Regions from separate parts of the Ovis canadensis genome. Here region 2 is linked to region 1. The links are chromatin contacts, called in public Hi-C maps. All regions are on one chromosome and are shown on one strand. Each heading gives the region's core, a stretch centred on a gene start, on an enhancer-like site or on the middle of the called end of the contact. The rest is flanking DNA. Distances are from core to core; before and after follow the strand shown. Region 1 has its middle 170 kb from the start of SPRY2. Region 2 holds the start of SPRY2 (sprouty RTK signaling antagonist 2).

Region 1 (6,536 bases), core at 1,267-3,766:
TATTTCTATATTATGATATCATAGGACGTTTGTTTTATTCCCCCAAGGACTGTAAAAATAAAACATGTAGATTATATGAACTACAGAAATAGAACTATAAAGCTGGAAAAATTCAACCATGATACCACCATTTGAAGGCAACCATTATGAACACTTTGTAAATTTTTTTCCAGCATCTTTAAAAATAGATTGTTGAGACCTTAAGCATATGGGGAGTTTTGTTTCTTACTATTTTCAGCCAACATTTTAGCATAATGATGCCCCCATCCTGTTATTCAATCTTTCCTTATACATAATTTTAAAACTGCGAAAAACTTCTTTTTGCAACTTTAATTAACATAGGGCAGTTTGGGAAAGGTATAAGCTTGTGCTAAAAGCAACATTTGCTCTATTTTTGAGGCGTATTTATTAAAAATTTTACTTGATCTGTTTCTAATAAAAATGGAAGAGAAAATTCTATGCTATTATTCTCATGGACTACCCATTAACTTTTGTGTTTAAAAATGAATATTCTCACCATTGAATTTTCTGCAGAATTGGAAGAGACTTGGTCTTGATTTCTTCACTTACAACATACTTAACCTGCTAATGCCCTGTCCAAAAGCACGAGCCCTTATTGACTAACCACTTTTAGATGTCAAGATGAATTAAAAAGTGAAGGCATGACTTTTACGTTCACCCTTTCTCACTCACATTCCCTACAGTACCTGCGTTTAGGTGCATTTTTGTTTATGTGGGACATCTGAAATTACTTTTTATGACCATTATCTGTTGTGGGCCCAGAAACTGGACATTTTCTCCCAACCAGCCCTAGAACCATTATACATCCTGAACAGTAACTCTACTGTGTCTCACCAACAATGCCTCTGCCTTTCTTCTATTTAATCCAGAATAGAAGTTATGTTGTGAGTGTCTATGTAGAAATATGGCACTGAATTCACTTAAAATATTCAGCATGCCTTCTGGTATAAGGTATGTCCTCTCCTTGTTCCTAGAACAATTTGTACTAAGGGTTAAGACACTGTGGTCACCCTGTCCCTTGGGGTGGAAGAGACCACTGCCTGTTCCCAAAGCAAGGGATTCAACCTGTTTCCAAACAGGGTTCCTCTAAGTTGATTTTAGTATTGATTCCTACGAGACTTGAGAGAAAGGACAGAAAATAATTGAAGAAAGTACAGTTGTCCCTAGATTCTTATCTTGCCCCAGAATAGATATGTTAGAAGGATAGTTTAGAAGATAGTTTTGAAAGCAGTTTCTCTTTGCAAAGTCCGAATGTTAATAGCCTTTCATTATAGTTAGTCAGAACTTACTGAGAAAGAAAATCCTAAATCCTGAGGTATGTTGTACTTGTAAAATACTAAATTTTAGTGTAGTCTCTGTCTATTTTTAAAAGATTTTATGTATTTAATTTTATGTGTTTCTTTTCTTTGGGGTCATGCTGGGTCTCCGTTGCTGCGTGGCCTTCCTTCTAGTTGTGGCGAGCAGGGGCGACTCTGGTTGCAGTGTGCAGACTTACTGTGGCACTTTCTCTTGTTGCAGAGCAAGGGCTGTTGGTGGTGAGGGCTTCAGTAGTTGCAGCACATGGGATCAGTAATCTCGGCTCCCTGGTTCTAGAGCACAGGGTCAGTGATGGCAGTGCAAGGGCTTCGTTGCTCTGTGACACGTAGCATCTTCCTGGATCAGGGATCGAACCTGCATTGGCAAGTGGATCATAAACTACTGAGCCAGCAGGAAGCCCTGTTGTCCCTCTTTTGAAGATTTCTTCTTAAGTTAATGGCAGCTCTCAGCTATAGCAAAGTTTACAAGATAAAGAAACCAACAATTTGGATATAGATTTGAAGAAACCTTAATATATTTCTATTTTTAAAAATCATTTGCTGTTAGTAAAAACGTTTATGTTGAGTAACCACTGCACAAAGATGGAAATGAGTGAACATTTATTTAGCACATACTAAATATGTTCCAAGCTTTACATATGCTTAAGTAATTAATCCTTACAACACTTTGGGGGGGTAAGTATTGTTAGCCTCATTTTATCAAGTAACAAACCAAACACATGTAATCATTAAGGTGTGGAAGGTCGGCCATCTCAAATTTGACAATCACAAAGGAGAATTATTCACTTTTTTTTTTTTTTAACAGAAAGAGATGCTTCCAGTAGCATATCCTACAATATTGAAACATGAAACTAGAAAGTAAAATCCAATCACAGGGAGAATTCTAACAGAATTAAAGGTAAATTTAACTAAATATACCATATTTTTTTCTCCTAAAAATTCAAAATTGGAATTTCTTAAGAACTATGAAAATGTTTTATCTTTGAATGAGCAAAGAAAGTCAAACAATAAGTGGTGATATTGTTTTAGTACATAATCTGAAGTTCCCATCAGCCCTCTTATTTTTCTTCTCCTAATGGATGAATGGGCTTCGCTGGTGGCTCAGCAGTAAAGAATCTGCCTGCCCATGCACGAGACATGGGTGCAATCCCTAGTCTGATGAAATTCCCTGAAGAAGGAAATGACAATCCACTCCAGTATTCTTGCCTGGGAAATCCCGCAGACAGAGGAGCCTGGCGGGCTTACAGCCCATGGGGTTGCAAGAGAGTCAGACATGACTTAGCAACTGAACAACAGCAACAATGAATGAACACTCACTTCCCAGTTTCCCCAGTTATTGTTGTCACTATTTCTGGGTGGTATGACCCAGTTCTATTTCTGCGTGATCAAACCCCACTTCTGTTACCGGAGCAGGGGACCTGAGGGGCCTTGGATGAGAGGTAAAAGAAGTGGGACCCAGGCGCCAGAGAACACCACAGTGAGACTCACTATTTATTGAAAATTTACTCTGTGGCCAAGTTTGTGCCAGTTGCCCTGCCTGTGATCCTACAGTTCTTGAGTTTGACTGACTCAACTTCACTATACACATATGTTTTTATTAAAGAAATAATATTTTTGCTAATATTAAACCAATTCATTTAAACTGTTTCCCTTAAGCAAAATTTCCTTTGCGTAGTTCTAAGCCTAGCGCTTCAGGATGGGAGGGAACAGGGTCTGTTCCTATGATGAAGTAATGGACTTGAAAGGCAGATTGTGGGGAGAGGAGTGCTGGGAATGGCTGAATCCCTACTCTACTCACTTCATTGTACAGCACCCCTCCCTGCACGTGTGCACACACTCAACTGAACATTTCAATGACACCAGGAAGACCTCCATCATGGGGTCCTCCAGATTTGTAGAGAGTATCTGCACATTTACTGTTACAGCTTAGCCTAGAGGCTGGCATTTGGAAGGAGGGAAATGGCATAAAGGGGACAAACCATCAGATTATCTTTCTCGTTCCAGTGGATTAGGGAGAAAGAAAGAAAGAAAAGAAAGATTAGTCTTTGAAAATATATTTGCAGTCCCTCATGTTTTGGCTTAGCATATCATCCTCATTGGAAAAATCCACTGATGCTGGGAAAGACTAGGGGCAAGAGGAGAAGGGGACGACAGAGGATGAGATGATTGGATGGTATTACTGACTTGATGGACACAAGTTTGAGCAAACTTTGGGAGATGGTGAAGAACAGGGAAGCCTGGCGTGCTGCAGTCCATGGGGTTGCAAAGAGTGGGACATGACAGAGTGACTGAACAACGACCATCCTTGCTGCTGAAACTGTCTTATTTGGCATAGAATGTGACAGGCAAGAGCTAAGTTGGCTGCATTAATCTTCATGGGGTATAAAAACACAGTGCAAAGAAAAGATAAACACATGTGGAAAGTTAGAGCCATGTGCCCACCTGGCACTCCTAGATTGTGCAACATTTAAATTTGCAGAGTTTAGATTCTCTTGGGTGTCCTTCAGGTGGATATTAGTAGGTAGTGATAGACTTTAGGGAAATCTTTGGGTTCATTCTTTAGCCCCCAGCCAACTAGAGGCCTGGTGTGCTGCAGTCCATGGGATCGCAAAGAGTCACAACTGGGTGACTGAACAACAACGTCTAGAGAAAGCAAGCAAACTCCTGAAACTTTATGTACCTAGCTCATTTCCAGGGAGCAGGACCTTGAATGAATTTCTGAGTTTGTTGGCATAGCAGCCGTGCCCACCAGCTAGAATCAGTGGCAAATCTCTGACTATGCATTACAACTACTTGGCAAGCTCTGGAAGCCGCCTAAGTCCAGGCTTAAACTGGACTACTTTAATGAGACCCATTCAACCAGCATCTCCAGTGAGTGGGGCCCTGGCACTAGTCGTTCTAAAAAATCTCTCCAGTTAATTCTAACATGCAACCTGGCCCAAGGATGACTTAGTTAGCTGCAAATTACTATTATCCAACAATGGCATGCATTCATGAGCCTCCTCCTGAATCAGCTATACGTAATTTTATTTGTTATCACTCAGGAAGACTTTAAGCACAGAAGCATATTTCCTTTATGGAAGGATACACTGTTCATTTATCTTACGTTAAAGGAGCAAAGGGCTTCCCAAGTGGTGCTAGTGGTAAAGAACCTGCCTACCAATGCAGGAAACATAATGAGATGAGGGTTCAACCCCTGGGTTGGGAAGATCGCTTAGAGGAGGAAAATGGCAGTCCACTCCAGTATTCTTGCCTGGAGAATGCCATGGACAGAGGAGTTTGGTGGGCTACAGTCCATAGGGTCACAAAAACACTCATATGACTGAAGAGACATAGCTAAGGAACAGAGCTATGACGAGAACACATGAGGTGAAATAAGTTCTCTCAGTCAATAGGCATGCTCTGATGTGCAAGGTGGGATTAAAATTGGGCTCCCCAACCTTGGCGCTGTTGATGTGTTGGACCAGATAATTTCCTGTGTGTGGCAGGGACTTTTCCTCTACATCGTAGGAGGTTTAGTGTGATTCCTGACAGTCACTCACTATATGCCTGTAGCACTCCTCTGCCAGTTGTGACAAATAAAAATGTCTAGACAACAGAACAATATCTTAGGGATCTAGACATTTGCTCAAAAGAGAGGGAGGTAGGAAGAGGTGAAAGTAGGCAAACCCTGATCCTGGGGTTAATCCATTATAGTCAAAACCGCTGTCAAGATAAGTAACATTTCCAGTCTAGCCATCCTTGACAGCTACTTCCTCTTGAGAACCTTCTCTTTCATAGTGACAGTCCCTGGTCTTAAGGAATGCAACTGTCTGTAACTCAAGAAAGAGAGGCGTCAAACTGGGGACTATTTAGAACTTCAGGTATGGTCTGGAAAGAAGACTTTAACATGCAGTGGGATTAAGAACAGCTTTGGGTTTTCTTAATTCCACATGCCTTCTTTTCTCTTTCCTTTCAACCCATTCTCTTTTTAGATGACAAGCATGTCCATAATTAAAACCAATCAGGCTCCTGTCAATTCCATTACTCTATAAAACCTATTTCCTTCTTAGTGGTATTAATACTGGTTAAGCTCAGTTTACATGAACTGCATCAGAAGGATGGTAGGAATCTTGTGATAAAAATTTATATGAATATATTGCATGTGAAGACAAGCAATCCCTTTTCTATCTTGAGATATTAAAATTCCAAATTGAAAATATAATGGGGTAGTCTTTTTAAAAACATTCCATAGACTAGCTGCCATGTAACATCACGAGGAAGCACAAATGGGTTAGGGGAGATTTTAAGAAGTCAACTACTCCAAATTCAGTGCAAACAAGATCTAAATTGTGACTTTCAAAATCACTCTTTACTTTGGGAGCATATGAGATGCCTTCATCTCATATGCTGGGTGAAAAAATTCATCTCATATGCTGAAAAAATTCAAGTCAGCTTTGCTTCTATGTAAAAAAAAGAAGTCATTAGTGTATAATTTGATTTTGCATGTCCCAAAGCTTTAGGGATAAACAAACAAACCACCCCCACCAACAAAAACCTGCTCTTTTCCAGTAGCTTGAATAAATCTCCAGGCTTTCTTCAGTGGAAAAGACCAGTGGAAAGCTGTCTTTGACACATAGTATGAATTTACTTTTCCAGGTCTTGAGCCTACTTTTCTTCTTCTTTCTTCAAGTAATACCAAGTAATACCAATACACTTCCATTTTCTCTTCATATGTTCCTACCTCCTTTCAGCTCCAGAAAGACAGGCATCTATCCCGGCTCTTGATGACCTTTGAGACCTTTAAATTGGTTTGTTTGGTATCTTCGGAGTATGAGGCAAAGAATAGCCTAAGTTCCTTTTAGGGAAGAGGGCAAGAGATCCCCGCTTTTTTGTGTGTCCTGACCCATGGGGACTCTTAGTTTACGCAAGTTCATCCTGCAAATATGTTTTTTGTTTTTTTTAACTTTCTAAATTCAATATGTTGACATTTGCAGACATTTGAATATTATTATTTTTCCTGAGAAACTGACATTTCTCAGTTTACAGATTTGCTACTTGTTGCTATTAAAAAGCACTGCACAAGCTTCCTTTGTAACATTAGTCTAGAGCCTCAACATAAAGCCATAAAATTACTGCATATAAAAAACAATATTTTGATAAAGAAATCCATCCTAATGTAGTTTTATCATGTCTACAAAATTAAATTCTACATATTTA
Region 2 (6,536 bases), core at 2,992-5,491, 170 kb before region 1:
TGGACTGTAGCCCACCATGCTCCTCTGTCCATGGGGATTCTCCAGTGGGTTGCCATGCCCTCCTCCAAGGGATCTTCCCGACCCAGGGATTGAACCCATGTCTCCTGCAGCTCCTGCACTGCAGGCAGGTTCTTTACTGCTGAGCTACCAGGGAAGCCCCAAAATAAAGGGACCAAATGTTTAAAACAGAATAAAACATATAAACCTGGGACTATCCGGGGAAAGGCACAGCAACAATACAGTGGTCTCACCAATTAGACTTTCTCTCCAGACATCAGTCTTACAAAGGAAGAAGCCTGACTGTAAGGTCAAGGGATAAATTTAATGGTGATATAATGAGAAAAATCATGTGGGCCAGTAGAGAAATTTTCCCTTGTTACAGAAATTCAGTCCATAACTGACTTTTCATAAATTGTAGTAATACAGTTCCTAGAGCTGGCAGGAAGACTGATTAACCTGTAGAAATCACCAAGTAGACAGATTCAGGTTGACTGCAAGATTTCTGAAAAAAACCAGACCAACCAGAGCCTCCAGTTCAAGATGAACCCATCACTTCTCTTACCCCAGGATGACTCCAGATCTTTCCCCCAGTCTAGCTAAGGATAAAAGGACATCACCAAAGAAGGTCAGACACAGAGATAAGCTCTTCCCAGTCTTCCTAGGGATGTAGATAAGAACTGAATGTTCTATTTTGAATTTCCATTGTAGCAACTCCCAATTCTCTCCAAGAGGTAACAGATACAGAATTTGGAAATTCAAAGCAATTCAAAAAGTAAAATGACTACAGTCCTGGCTGTCAAATCAAAAGGTCATTATTGCAAAGCCTTTAACTTAGGAAGGTCCCTCCCAAAAGAGTCTGTGCATAAATTTATTAAGGCAGTTGAGATACTCAATTTTTACTCTTGGAAGCAGTATACACTGTTGTGTATATTGGGCCATCTTTAAATATGAATACACAGATAATTCACCTTGGTTATAAAACTAAAAAATACATAAAACAATCAATGTTCCTCTTTGTCTCAAAAAACACAGCATATCACTGCAAGATATGGTTGGTTATCAAAACTGGATCTAAATCAGTAAAGCCAAGTGGTTCCGTCAATCTCATAAAAAAACTGGAACTAGAGTTGTTTAAAACTACATTCTCCTGTTACTACGATATAAACTGGAAGCTTAGATGAGTAACCGCAACCTTGAAAAATATCTGACTTAACATGTCTAACAGACTTACTGGTAAATAAGCAGTCTACACTGTCTATGGAAGACTGGGGGAGGCAAAATTCACAGTTGTTTATACACTGCCTCATTTGAAAAAACAAATTGAAGGTACTTAGAGTTAATAAAGGGCTTTCCAGGTGGCTCAGGGGTAAGGAATCCACCTGCAACGAAGGGGATGCAGGAGACTGGGGTTTGATCCCTGTGTCAGGAAGATCCCTTGTAGAAGGAAATGGCAACCCACTCCAGTATTCTTGTCTGGAGAACCCCATGGACAGAGGAGCCTGTCAGTCTACAGTCCGTAGGGTTGAACAGAGTTGGACACTACAGAAGCAATTGAGTCAGCAAGTGATAGTTAAAAAAAGGAAGTCAGTCCAAAGAAATGAATACAGAAAATTAAAAGGCAGAAATAAGATCCCACTGTTCAATGACTGCGATTAACAGCACCTGTTACTTCGTGCCTCCAGAGAACTTAGAGGTAAGTGTTGGTGTAGCAGGTGTTTCCAAGGATTGGGCATTTTTCAACATCAGTCAAGCAGGAACACCTGTTCACATATTAGGGTTACCTCTCTGGAACTCTCCACAACACATTTGAAAATGGACTCCATTATGAAGTTTTACATAACATTCTTTCAAAACCCTAAGTATCTCCCCAAATTAACCCGTTATAATTTTGGCACATAACATGAAATCAATTTTAGGACACATTATAATAGCTACACCAAATACTTCACTGGGCGTGCATACACGCACATGCGCGCGCACACACACACACAGAAACGTAATTCCTCTTCGGGATCACAACTAAGTAATCTTGGAGACACAAGAGAGTGCTTTATACATCACGTGCGGAAAGTAGCAACAATGAATAACAATTTAAAAAAATAGTAAGGAGTATATTAGAAAGAACCCAGCAGATTCTCATTTTTACATTGCGCTTAAGGTACAGGTTAAATGTTTTCCCAGCTTGCAAACTGGATGTTGGGTGAGCTAGATTACATGGAATTCCTTCCAGTTCATTAAAGATAAATTCCTAGATTCTTCCCTATTGACTCTGTAAACACAGAAGGTGTTCTAAACAGCCAGAAGCTTCTAACTTAAATTCCACTTCATGCTTTGAGCCCGAACAGCGTGTTTTCGCAGAGCTCCTGCAATGCTGGAAACACAGCCTGGGCACAAGTATCCCCTAAGAATCAGCCGTCGGGTTTCTTTCACCTGTTCGGCCCGAGACTTGTTGGCCAGACTTAGGCAGCGAGTTCCCGCCAGCCTCGCACACCCTGGCTTGGGCCGCCAACTCCGTCCCCCTCGGGAAAAGCTGGGGTTCTTCCGCACCTGAGCCCCTCATTCGCGGAATGTGTCCGCTGAGAGGGTAGAGAAAGGCACCTGCTGTTGCACTCACATGAAAAACGTCTTTTTATTCTTTGTGAACCGGCCGGTCCAAGGTAGGAAGGCAACCCCGGCTGCCCTCGTGGAGTCGCGTTGAAGAAAGCAACCCCAGCCCCGCGCCGGGCGAGTGGGCGCCCCCTGGTGGCCCGATGGGCCGGGAGCGCAGCAGCGCCTGCGTCCGCTCGGAGGCTCGGAGGACCCGAGGACCCGGGCGTCGGGGGAGCGGCCGGGGCTGCTGGAGGCCCCGTCGTCCCGGGGGAGCCGCGGAGCAGGCGGACTTAGCCTGGTCCACCCGCACCCGAGGGGTGGGGGAACAGGAGGCCAGCGTCCGGAAATAACGCAGGCCACTTCCTCTGCCACCTCTGGTTCCAAACCCGGGGCGAGGAGCCCTAGAGAAACATGGAGAAGGCAGGGGAGAGGGTAGCGTGGCCGGGAACACGCCCGGGACATCCGCAGACAAGGGCTCGGGACAGGGCGGCGAGCGCCAGGGCGGTTGTGAACCGAGGTGGGGTGGAACCAGACCCGGGAAATCTAGCACCACGTTTTCCTAGCAGTTTCAAGAACTCTAACCCTAGGACCGCGAGGTCGCAGGTGCTCTTCGGGAGTTCTGACCGTACTTCCCTGTAAAGTAAACTCATTCTGTAAATCATTCAGAATCCAATATTAAGAGTGTGTTGGGGGGGGGTGTTAATTTCCCATTGGTGCTCCCACGTCCCTGCACGTTTCTTCGTAAACGATCGGCAGTTAGAGCAGCGCATATGTATGCCTTTTCTATCTTTACATTTCTTTTTGTAAGTGGGAAAATAGATCACCTTCAAGATGGACAATAGAATCTTATTGGGGAATGTTCTACGTGACAAGGAGAGTCGGAAATGAACGATGATTCTTCTAGTTGAGGAAATCTGCAGTGGAACAGCGAGCCCCCCTCCCACTTCAGAAGCCCGTGATGTGGCCCTTAGTAATCGTGTACGTGTGTAGGATTGATTTAACTAAATTTTTTTAAGGCCTAGACTGTAGCATTTCCATCACCAATTGCGTGAAACAAAACGGCAAGGAAGATCTTCAGAAAGCTTCCATCTGTAGCTCACTCCCTCTTTTAGAACAACATCTAATATTAAACCGAAAAGCTACAATTGACACCATGAAAAGCAAATCCTGGCCAGAGCAGAGGTACTTGAAATCCGAATCTGCATTCCGCCCCTCTCGTACGCCGCTCGGAGGTGGGGGTGGCGGTTTGTCCTGGTGCCTGGTGTATAATCGGGTTAATCCAGTAGACAAAGGATAAACCAATAGCCCTCCCACCTCACTTCCCGCTCCCCTTCCCCTCCCCCTGCTTCTCTCCCCGTCGCCCCCTCGAGGGGGAACAGAAAAGGGGAGAGCCTGTCTTGCAATGGATTCAGAAGAAAGTCTCAAAACCCGCAACTGGTTTTTAATGCTAACACAGCCTAGCCAGGATTAGTCTGAAACGTTCATTCCCTTCTCCTAGTGGCGGGGAGAAAGTTCCCTAAATCCGCCGAGCTCAAGGTTCGTCCTCCTAGCCTCTGGGGAAAACTTTAAGGTCAGTGTTTCCTTGAAACTAGATCAACTGACCCCGCCGTGCCCAGCCCGGCCCCGCGGGCACCGCGCGTGACGGCGGCCCGGGCGGCAGGACCGGCCCGGGTACGCGCGGGGCGGCACGGTTGCCCTTTTGAATGCCTCCTGCGGCTCGGAGCGCTGGCGGGCGCTGGAGTGTGAGTGAATGTAGCCCCGCGGAGCCAATGAGCTGGGACCGGATGCGATATATCCTCTGGGACAACAACTGCTCTGTTCCGCCTCGGATCCACATGACGCCATTTACTGCTGCCGCGGCCGCCGCAGAGCTCCCTGCCTCCTCCGGAAAGGCGAGGGCGCAGGCCAACGGCGAGCCCCCCCCGGCCGGGCCCCAGACCCTCCTCCTCCTTCTCCTCCTCCTCTTTCGCACCCACCGCCCCCGCCTCGGCCTCGCCGCCGCGCCTCCACAACGCCCAGTCTGCACCGCCGAGAGCTGCGCGCAGCAGCGCGAGCGGAGGAGAGGGGCCGGCGGAGCGCGCAGCGCCCAGGCCCCCGCGCCCGCCCGGCCCGGCTCGGCCAGTCCCGCCGCCCCGCGCGCCCCCGCGCCGCCTCCGCTCGGACGCGGCCGCGGCCGCACGACTTGGCCATCTGGCTTTTAGGTCCTCGCGAAGGCCGTTTTCTTTTCTCATTCGCTCATCTGCCGGGAGAGGAGACTCGCCGTTGGCGCTTCGGCCTCCAGTTCATTGAGAAAAAAAGGGGGGAAAAAAAAAAAAGGAAATACTCCGCGTGCGCTTTTAGAAGGGGGGTCGCCTCCAGCCCCGAACTCCAGTGTTCTTCGGCTAGGACTTGGCTCCGGATGTTTTTTCCTCTCCTTTTCTCGTCCAGCCAATCGCTCAGAAGTTAGACTGAAGCAGAGTTTGGAAGGAAGGAGAGGCAAAAAGTTTGCATCAGGGCTGGATTTATTTGCACATCGCGGAAAGAAGAGAATCCAACGGAGAGGGGTTTGTGCAAAGCCGCGATCACGGTGAGGCGCGTTTGGCCGGCTCGTCCCCTCCTGGCGCCGCGGCCGGCGCGTTGTGGGCAACATGGAGTAGGTGCAGCGGGACCGGCAGTGGGTCCGTCTCTCCTCGGGCCTCCCTTTCTCTCACCCCGCAAGTTTTCCGTGGGGAGCCCTGGAGTTGCCCGCGGATCAGCCTCGCCCCGGCCTCGGCCTGCCTCGGCGGCAGGGGTTCGGGGTGGGGGAGATTGCAGCGCGCGCGGGGTGCCGTGTCCCCGGCCCCACGACCCAGCGCGCCCGCGCTGGGGGTCTCGGGGTGGCGGCCAGCTCACGGCGGCGCACTGGCTGCGAACTGGGCGCTGAGAGCGGGAGAGGGAGGGAAGCACTTTGTGTTTTCCAGGGCGCCGCTGAAGGCGCCCGCACTTCGAACCTGTTCTCTCCGGGGAAGGCAGGTCCCGGGAGAGGCAGTCCCGAAGCAGGGGCGCCGGGGTAGTGAAGGGTGCGGGTCGCTGCCTCGCGGGTGGAAAAAAAGAGGACAGGGTGGCGAGTGGAGGGCGCCCACGACTCAGCTCGGCGTGGACTGCGGCGAGCACGCAGAGGGTGGGAGCGTCGCCCTGCCTGGCGCCGCGTCTCTGCGGTTCGGAAGTGCAGCTTTCGCTCTTTTCCGTTCGCCGCGGTCGGCCTGGGTCACGCTTTTTTTTTTTTTTTTTTGGACGATTGGGCTGACCCAGCACAGGAAGAAAGTCATCAAGCGGTCGCGATCGTTTTCCATTACCTGAAAATAGGTGGCAAAAGAGACTAGGTTTTGGGTTTTTTTTCCTTTACTTTGATGGACTAATCCACTTTTTTTGTGTGGTTGCTGCTGTTTTTTTAATTCGGAACCTTGTGCATTTTTACAAAGCGGTTTCTGTGTCGGTTTGCCCCACCCTTGTGCTGAAGTCCTTTCTCCCTCATCCTTAGTCTGATCACACACAGTTCTTAATGGGGGGTTTCAAAGCGGGGGCGGGTGGGGTGACGACGGAACATGGGGAGAGGGTGGGGTGGTGCTGCGAAGGGGAAGAGGGATCAGCGGAAATCACTTAAGCAAACCTCCTTACCCCCACAAGATGCTACTTTGCACTGTAAGCATAGCGGCAAGTGTCCAGCTTAGGGACCTGGGTCTTGCATGTTCGGCGTAGGGCGCTGGAAATTGTTCTTAATTTTTAAAGCAATTTTTCTGTGACTTGAATACATACCTGCATACAGATGTATGTTTTTAATATACAGGCGCGTGCACATTGCAGGCATTGCCCCTCAGGTTAGCACAGGGTGGCGTCGCTGAGTGTGCCAGGGTTAGATGACCCGGCTCTGTGTCTCAGGCAGGACTTTCTTCCTCGCGAAGTCGGGGCTGGAAACCAGTGCCCTGCAT

What was found. A called contact is a pair of places that touch in the nucleus more often than the background predicts.
Region 2: a Hi-C map of fibroblasts shows a contact between it and region 1, with 4 times the contacts expected there. The contact joins the promoter of SPRY2 here to the enhancer-like site in region 1. A contact is called at or near these places in 2 of 2 Hi-C or Micro-C datasets (fibroblasts and lung).

What each region holds. Positions count from the first base shown.
Region 1 is chr10:69,809,076-69,815,611 of ARS-UI_OviCan_v2, reverse strand. No RefSeq gene overlaps it. Among named protein-coding and RNA genes, the nearest start is that of SPRY2, 170 kb to the left of the region's middle. Within about 2 kb of position 2,516, the one cell type or tissue checked has open chromatin away from gene starts, as enhancers often do. A contact at or near this core is called in fibroblasts, where this site is marked.
Region 2 is chr10:69,979,073-69,985,608 of ARS-UI_OviCan_v2, reverse strand. SPRY2 (sprouty RTK signaling antagonist 2) reads left to right here and starts at 4,241. Exons shown (of 2, transcript XM_069601869.1): 1 at 4,241-5,155.